Linked DNA regions of Mus musculus: region 1 is linked to region 2. Evidence: chromatin contacts called from public HiChIP or PLAC-seq data. All regions are on one chromosome and are shown on one strand. Each heading gives the region's core, a stretch centred on a gene start, on an enhancer-like site or on the middle of the called end of the contact. The rest is flanking DNA. Distances are from core to core; before and after follow the strand shown. Region 1 has its middle 21 kb from the start of Rngtt. Region 2 overlaps Srsf12 (serine and arginine-rich splicing factor 12).

The links. HiChIP or PLAC-seq counts read pairs in DNA pulled down with a chosen protein or histone mark.
Region 1: an H3K4me3 HiChIP or PLAC-seq map of craniofacial prominence shows a contact between it and region 2, with 2.3 times the contacts expected there. The contact joins two enhancer-like sites. A contact is called at or near these places in 9 of 39 promoter capture datasets (the HPC-7 cell line, cranial neural crest, embryonic stem cells and 4 more), 4 of 15 datasets of contacts at CTCF or cohesin (CD8 T cells, embryonic stem cells and pro-B cells), 74 of 484 Hi-C or Micro-C datasets (the AML12 cell line, B cells, the Ba/F3 cell line and 40 more), 10 of 115 datasets of contacts at active chromatin or transcription factors (CD8 T cells, bone marrow-derived dendritic cells, craniofacial prominence and 4 more) and 2 of 9 other capture datasets (adipose tissue and liver).

What each region holds. Positions count from the first base shown.
Region 1 is chr4:33,287,272-33,291,755 of GRCm38.p6, reverse strand. No RefSeq gene overlaps it. Among named protein-coding and RNA genes, the nearest start is that of Rngtt, 21 kb to the left of the region's middle. Within about 2 kb of position 1,470, at least 183 of the 459 cell types and tissues checked have an H3K27ac peak or open chromatin away from gene starts, as enhancers often do. A contact at or near this core is called in craniofacial prominence and hepatocytes, where this site is marked.
Region 2 is chr4:33,222,405-33,226,786 of GRCm38.p6, reverse strand. Srsf12 (serine and arginine-rich splicing factor 12) reads right to left here. Exons shown (of 5, transcript NM_001372518.1): 2 at 3,115-3,219; 3 at 919-1,022; 4 at 618-759. Among named protein-coding and RNA genes, the nearest start is that of Srsf12, 15 kb to the right of the region's middle. Within about 2 kb of position 2,541, at least 14 of the 459 cell types and tissues checked have an H3K27ac peak or open chromatin away from gene starts, as enhancers often do. A contact at or near this core is called in craniofacial prominence and hepatocytes, where this site is marked.

The DNA of each region.
Region 1 (4,484 bases), core at 221-2,720, 66 kb before region 2:
GTTACTTAGACTTACTATAGATCCAGGAGGATCTCCTGCTCCAGCCTCTACAACCACAGTGTCCTATCACCATATCACCCACACAGCTCAAGCATTCTACCATCTGTCACACCTAGCTGAAGACTGCCAGGTAATGCAGTGCGTGCCTGTAAGCTCAGTACTCCAGAGGCTCGAGCAGGAAGACCTGGAATCAGGCTAGCTTGGACTCTATATGTATATTAGATTTTAAGGGGGAAAAAATTAACCTTTCGGGGCCCAAGGTTTTAACTTTGCCCCTGAAACTTGAAAGGCACAACATCACCTGGCGAGGTCATTAAATGTAAAATCTAATTCAATAGGTTTGGCGTGGACCTGAAATTCTGCATTTCACTTATTTCTCTGAAGACAGAGTCTCAGGTAGGTAAGCCATGTTGGTTTCAAATGCCCTTTATATAGCTAAGGATGACCTAGAAATCCTGACCCTCCTGCCTCAGTCCTGAAGCACGCTCTCTCTCTCTCTCTCTCTCTCTCTCTCTCTCTCTCTCTCTCTCTCTCTCTCAAACTAGTGATACTTTTTTTTTTTAAAATGTCTGAGTGTTTGCACACCTGCATGCCAGAAGAGGGCATCAAATCCCTTTATAGATGGTCGAGATTCACCGTGAGGCTGCTTAGAATTGAACTCAGGACCTCTGAAAGAGCAGCAAGTGCTCTTAACTGCTGAGCCATCTCCCCGCCCTCTTGCAGCTTCCTCATATAAGAGGTTAGTAGCTAATATTGAACATGGGAGATGCTTTTCTAAACTAAGAATTGAATAAACTATCTCTACATCAGTGTTGGGAATTTGATCTCTTCACTGATTAAAATCCCAGGTCCTCACACTTGCATAGCAAGCACTGTCCCCACTAGGATAGCCTGGAGCCCCCGTTTTCTTTGTGTTTGTTGAGATAAGGTTTCATGCCACCCAGGCTAAGCTTTGTTACATACCAGAGACCACACTTGAATTTCTTACCTTCCTGTCTTCACTTCCTAAGTGCTGGGATTAGTCTTGAACTAACATGCCCAATCTACATTTTTCTTGCAAGTTTTCCTTCCAATATCAAATAAGAATGGCTTTACGTACTTAAGAAGTAGAAAGAGAAGCTAGAAAACAAGCCACCAGTTGAACTATACTCTGTGGCCTATGGCTACCTTTTTAAAAGCCCCCCAGTTTTCTATGGAATAGCCCAAGCCACTCCCTTGAGCTGTGAATAAAAAATCCTTTTAGGAAGCTTCTGCATCAGAGAGTACTCGCAGCCCTTAGGGAAGATGCACTTTAGAAATGGGCAGTGTCCCTGCGAGGTGTTCTTAGAGTGCTGGCATTTTCTTCAATACGCTTTTGTAATAGGGGAAATTACTATTCCAAAACACAAGCTTTAAAGACCTGTTAGCACACTGTGGTCTGAGTAACCCTTGGAGACCATGCAATCCACTGGCTAGACAGCCTGGAAACAGCCACTCGACCAATCCACTGCCTGGAAACAGTCTTGGTCCAATCAGCCTCCTAGAAACACTACCCCAACCAATCAGGGGTTTTCTAAGAATTATTTTTCTGTAAAATCTGCCCCTTGTTGCCTGACAAACCGAAACCAGAATGATAAAATGTACCTGAATTTGCTTCTACACTGACTTTCTCAGCCCCAGATGGGCCGTGGCCAGCTTGACAGACAAGCATTCTCCCTTCAGTGGGGTTCCTGCTGCAACAAGTAATTTTTTTAAACCACATCATAATCATTTTGGGCTGAGGTAAGAAAGAGATTTCAAAATATATTATTGTAGTTGTTCCAATGTGGATTCATGTGAGGAAGTTTTGGTTTGGGGTGCAGTCCTGGCTACCCATGAGAGTGAGCTGCAGTGTTTTAAATCCCTGGTACCCAGACCGACTAAGTCTGAGTTTCTTCTCATTGCTGGTGACTGATTGGGTGTAGATTCAATCAGAGAAGTCTCACCACACTAAGTCTTAGCAGGATCAGCAAGCTCCCGGAGAGGTGGTTCCTGGTGAGTTTGCTTTGTTTTTGTTGTGTGTTGCATTGTAAGTTTTTCTGCCTGGGGACTGTAAATAGGAAGGAAGTTACAGAAAGACACCAATGGTAAGGGCAGGACTGGGTCATCTGAACTCACTGAGGGCATGTCGTGGTGGTGAGGTTTACGGTTGCCGTGTTGGAATGATTTTACCCTTCCTGTTATAACACCGTCATTTCACACCATTTGTTGGGGACCCTGGGTCTGTATTTAAAGTTTCATTCTACCATTCGCCTAAAGTCAATCAAAATGGGGAAGTGAGCATATATTTGGTGAGATATCATAGGGTAAGGAGTCAGCTTTGCGGTCGGTACGTTCACCATATACAGCAAACTAAGAGTTAATACAAAATGGTTGAGGTGACCCAATTGCAGACGCAGGGCTTCCTAAGAGGTGATCAGTAAGCTGCAGTGCCAAGTCTCAGAGAGGAGCCTGCGGCACTGTGTTCAAATGCATCCCCAGGACTGCTCTGCAACCAAAGAGATTGTTATCTAATCGCTTCTGTAATGTGGGTGAGCATTTCAGATATCGCTGTAGTCATGGAAGGTGTTGCTGGCTGTGTAGACTGGGAAGGAAGACTCTGGAGACAGGGCATAGAGAGAGAGAGTCTCTATACCTTTCTGGAACCATATGAAACAGAAAATACATCTCTATGGGGGTTCTTCTCTAAGGGGGTGCTTTCCTGAATTATTGAGATGGTAGGAGAAAAAAACTACATATATTCTAGCCAACTCTACCCAGTGTGTCATCAGGCCCTTTGGGTAGTGGAACTCCTTGGGGGATTATCAAGCCAGATCCCCTCACAACCTGGCTCTGGGAGTTATAATCCTAGTGCAGCCTGGTCCTTAGAAATCTTCACTAACCGGGCATGGTAGCATTTGCCTGTGATGATGAAGCTGGAGGATCCGTGTGAGCTCCAGGCCAGCCAGGGCCCTCTTACAAGAGTCAGGCTCTAAAATCAAAACAGGGCTGCCCAAGATGGCTCCACTATAAAGACACTTGTCACTAAGCCTAGCAACTTGAGTTTTATCCCTATAGTCACGTAATGGAAGGAGACAATCCATTCCCCAAACTGTCCTTTGACCTCTGTACAAGCACTGTGGGGTGTGCCCTACCCTTATGTGGTCTCTGTCTCTGTCTCTGTCTCTCTCTCTCTCTCTCACACACACACACACACACACTCTCTCTCTCTCTTATTCTCTCTCTCTCTCACACACACACACATGTTTAAACATTAAAACAAAAGTAACTCTCCAAGAATGATATAAAATAGGAAAAGAATTTTTAATAATTGTGGGGTTTTTTTGAGATTATAACATATCATTTCCCCCTTCACCTTTCTCCTCCTAAACCTTCCCAACCCACATTGCTCTCTTTCAAACTTATGGCTTCTCTTCCTTTAGTTGTTGTTCCACACATGCATACGTGCATAAGCACACACACACTTAAATGCATGAATACAACCTTCTCAGACTGAATAATGGTACTTGTATGTATGGTTTCAGAACTGACCGTTTGGTGATGGATACGATTGGTGTGCTCTTCCCTGGGGAAGACTATTTCTTAGTTGTCTATAGTTCTCTGTGAGGCACTGAAGTCTCCTGGGCTCCCACCCCCATCCATGTCAGTGAGGGAACAAATCTTTTGGGTTCAGACTCCATCTTAGAGAGTCTGACCTAAGGTTGAACTCAAGTTAAGTAATAGGCTACCCCCAAACAAGGCCTGTGTCTAGCACCAGTTTCCAGGTTATTCCCCAACAAATCTACACCCCCAGGTTACAAGCCCACTTCTAACATTTCACTTCTTAACAACCACAAATCAGGAGGAAAACAGAAGTTAGGTTTATGGTTTGGCTCCCAGCACCAGTCAATTATGTTAAGGCCATAATGGGCCCCCAATCAGAAGTGTATCAGGCTAAATGACCCTTTCTTGCCTCTCTACATGCTTGGCTGAAACTAGGCTCAGGGCTCCACCTTCCTGCTGTGTCAGGGTTGGCAGAGACCCTACTTCAATTACATTGAAATCCGCTTCTTGGTGGTCTTTTGGGGTTCACGGCTGTTTCCTGGCATAATTGTTCACATGTCTGTTGTTGCTCTAGTTCAGCTCCTTATTGGGCAGTTGTGTTGGCGCAACCTTATGAGTGTGACTTCTGCCAATACTAGAAGACATATCACAGCAAATTCCCTGCTGTTCTGGCTCTTACAGTCTTTGTGTGCCCTCGTCTTCTATGATATATCACAACTGAACAGGAGTCACATTGGAGGTTTATCCGTGGGACTGGGCTACACAACTCTACATTTTGATTAGTTTTAATTTTCTATAATGGTCTGTCTGTTGCAAAGAGAAGTTTTCGTAGTGGGAGGTGATGACTATATTTATGTGGGTAGACCCTGAAGAAGGATCAAGATTTTTTTTTTAATTGAGGCAGGGTCTTTTGTAGCCCAGAC
Region 2 (4,382 bases), core at 1,292-3,791:
CGAGAGAGATACCGGATGAAAACCTCTAACCACACACATGCATGCACACCCACATGAATAAATGCGCACACATCCATGAATGTGTACTTAGAGCACACACAATCAAAATGACGGTAACAAGCCCCTGTCTAAGGATAAAAAGTTTTAAAGGGGGCTGGTGAGATGCCTCAGTGGTTAAGAACATTGACTGCTCTTCCGGAGGTCCTGAGTTCAAATCCCAGCAACCACATGGTGGCTCACAACCATCTGTAATGAGAAACAAATAAAAAACTTATGGGCCGAAGCGAGCGGGCCCGGATCAAGTGGGGGGCTGGAGTGAACAAGAGGGATAAGGGAAGGCAGGAAAAGAGAGAGAAAAAAAGGGTTTTTTTGGGGGGGGGCGGTATATAGTAGGGATATAGTAGAGTGTCCATTAGCACATGTCCAGTCCTGAGTTCAACCCCAGTGTTCAGTAACACAATATGTGATAGAGAGGAACATAACTTTCTACAGATGTTAGTTTACACATCTTAGACAAAATCAGCCAAGTACCTGCTCCTCCACCTCCCGTAATTCTTTCAAATGCTCGCTGGAAACAGCAGAAAATGAGGCTGCCCACTGTTCCTCTTGGTACTTACTCTTTCAGGCTGTCCGAGTGCCTCCGGTCTCTTCCCCATGAAGAACTCCGGCTGCGCGATCTCCTCTGGCTGGGGCTTCTGGATCTCCTGTGGTCACTCGGGGAGCACAGGTGGCGTTCTTTTGACTTCATTTGGCCTGGTGCTGGAATATGAAGAACAAGGCTTCTAACAGTTCACTACCTGAAAACCACGGGGGCTGCCACTCCGTCCGTATCACTTTCCGAAGAACTCTAAAGCAAAGCTATTGCTGCCGAAGCTCATTCCGCTAAGTAAGCAAGCTCTAATGGTCATGTGCACTTACTTTTGCGATCACCTTGTGCAAACTGTATTTCAATTTGCCGGCCACATACCCACTTCCTGTTGAGGTTGTAAAGTGCGTCTTCAGCATCCCGAACATCTTCAAACGTGACCAGTGGTTAAGGACACTTTGGACATCAGAGGGTAAATAAAAGCACTTCTAGGATATTATTTACATGTGAAATTTAGTCAGCAAGAAAACCAAGTTGTGGCTTTAATATGAATGACCAAAAAAGATTTTGTATTTTACTATGAAAACAAATGCCCTCTTTTGATTAGAAACATGAATATAAAATAAACAGTAGACACAATATAGCAGCATAATTTAAAGCATGAGAAGAAACAATTAATCCCAAGTTAGCCGGCATTATAGGATGAACTTTTAGGGCTTTTCAGAGTAAGGATCCATCAAGTTCTCCGTGGACAGATCAGCAAGCAGAAGCTCTTATTCTGCAAGCAAAAGTCTCTGTCATTAAAAGTTTAGTTATGAAATTTAGGAGAAGTGACTCCTAAACAAAACTGCAGCAGTAGAAGTAAGGCAAGACCAAGGGGCCTCTCTTCCCAGTGATGGCCGACTAGGCCATCTTCTGCTACATATGCACCTAGAGACATGAGCTCCGGGGGTACTGGTTAGTTCATATTGTTGTTCCACCTATAGGGTTGCAGACCCCTTAAGCTCCTTGGGTACTTAGTACAGGGGACCGCCAGGGCCAAGAAGTGGGAGTGTGTAGGTAGGGGAGCAGGGCGTGGGCGTCGGGAGTAGGGTATAGGGTACTTTCAGGATAGCATTTGAAATGTAAATGAAGAAAATATCTAATAAAAAAATTGAAAAAAAGAAAAGTAAGGTAAGCCAGCAGACTACTTTGGTCTTTAATGATGGTGTCCACTTTTAAACTTACTGCTTTAAACAATCCCCTATGTGTTACTACATGGGATGTAAGTATAAAGTAACAGGAAAAAAAAACGAACTGTTGAGGTTCAAAGAAACCGGAGACAAATGGCTAAGTGGGGTGCCTATTAGCATATCAAAGTGGGGGCTGCCACCAATCACAGCGTTTTGAGTATGTGCTGCAGAGTCATCCTGGCTGACCACTGGAACATCCTACCCGAATCAGTGCTGGACTTCCCTTGCCTGGCCCCAGCTTCTCTTCCCTATATAACCCAGCCATTTTGGCTCCATGCTCTCCTGGTGCTCTTGGCCTCTTGGCTCCTGGTCCATCCTCCTCCTGCCATGGCTCAGTCCAATCTGGACCCTTCCAGGTGCCTCTAGCTGTTTTCTCTCTCTTATCTACAACAAAACTTGTCCTCGGCCACACCTAGGAACAGTTATGACCTCATTTTTCATTCAAAAACAATGTGCAAACATCTGGAATCACATATATTGATTTGAAATGCTCCACTGAACTTGCTAATCTAAAGCACATGACTGCAAGCCTTACTATAGTGGATAGTAGCTGTGTGAAAATGTAAATAGCTGTACTTCGGAGGCCGTTTACCAGCTCTCTCTCTCTCTCTCTCTCTCTCTCTCTCTCTCTCTCTCTCTCTCTCTCTCTCTCGGACAGGGTCTCATTTTGTAGCTCTGGCTGGCCTGGAGCTCCTTCTGTGGACCGTGCTGTCATTGAACTTTGCTTTCCAAACATTGGGATTAAAGGTACGAGCCACCATGCTGGGCCCTGTTTACTAGTTTTCTTACAGTAGCAAATAAACAAACAAGGAAGGTCAAAAATGCACATAAAAGGAGACTGGCAATGACCTCAGCAACACAACATTTTGAACCGAGATCTTTACCCTTTGGGACTTGCAAAGTGGACTTTATAAGAGATGTAGAACCAATAAAAATCTGACTTGGGTTTGTCTCCAGAACTCTGTGCAAACACAGCTGGTCTCAAAGATTGCTTTGTTTGCTGCTTGATAAAGGCTTCATTCTTCCAGGTCTTACATGGTGCCTACCCGTCCTCTTTGCTCCTTGCTACTTGAACTTAGGTACCTTTTGTTTGGACTGCTAGGCTTACATTTAGCTAACAGGTAGATTCAAACTAGGGAGGTGCTCACCAGCTGCTGTGGGCTGTCTTAGATTTATTTTCTGAGATAAAGAAATAAACACATTTAATTAGACAATGCTGAGCTCATTCACTCCTGAGTACATATATATAAGCCCAGGATGCAGTATATTTGCATGCACACATAAAATGAAGGATATTGAACATAAGCAAATCCTCTGGGGCGGCGACTGTAGAAGTCCAATGGGATATAAACGTCTACTATGGGGCCATATCGGCCAAACTCACGGCGCAAGTCCTCGGGCCTGGAATGTTATAGAAATAAGGCAAAGAAATATAAAAGGTTGGAATAAATATTTTGTCTACAGAGATCCAATTGAAACGTCCAAAATAAAGTGTATGGTTGGGTCAGTGAAGGAGCTCATCTCAATGGGTAAGGGTATATGGTGCTGTAACCGGTCTTTGGCTACTTGGTGGGTTCTCTTCCACCCTTCTCCACCCCTTTTCTACCCTTTCAATCCACTAACACTAGGTAAGAGAGAAGAAAGAGAAGCGATCCCTGAATCAAGTCAGGGATCAGAAAGGAGGCCACATTGTCATTGGACTACTTCCTGCTGATCAGAAACATCCAGTCCCTTGGGACAAATTTTATCTTTACTATCAGGCTAATTTCTTCTTACTCTTGTTTCTTCTTTGTGCACAACTACTTAACAAACCTCCACCAACAACAAACAGCCCACAACCCACCACACTTCTCGGTGCCCTAGGATTTATGTAGCCGCTGAAAAGTCCCCAGAATTCCAAACGTCACACAATTGCAGAAACCATCAGCAGCTGGTAAAAAAAAAAAAAAAAAATCATGCCCTGCTAGAGCACGAGGCAAATCATAGTCAGATGCTGCGGACAGTCTGAAGGATTCCTATATACCAAACCTGGGATTAAAATGAAAACATCTTCTTATAATATTTCTGTGCTTTTTAAAGAAACCAACACCGAGAGGCACACACAAATAAATGTTAAAAAAAGTTAAAATGGAAGTATATTGTCTAAACTTCCCTTATCTAAAACTGTCTCTCATAACAATTATCCACATTTCTTTCTGGGGGTGGGGGTGGGGTGGTTATGGTAGGTTAGAGGAACCAAATCTTGCTATGTAGACCAGGCTGGCATCGAACTCACAGATCTGCCTCAGACTTCCAAGTGCTACAATTGCAGGTTGTACCTCATACCTACCTTCATACACAGGTATGAACACTTTTGAAAGGAAAAGAAAATCAAAACAAGACCACTCTCAGTCCTCTTGATCGTGGAGACCCTAGTTCAGGAAGTCTGGATTAGTGACCTGGGAGTCTGTACTTTTTATAGATATTTCAGGTGGTTGTTAAAGTTAGTCAAGTTCAAAAAGCCTGACCCAGTACATCTGCCTTTATAAGTCATTTCTATCACAAGACTTGACAGTTTCATTTAA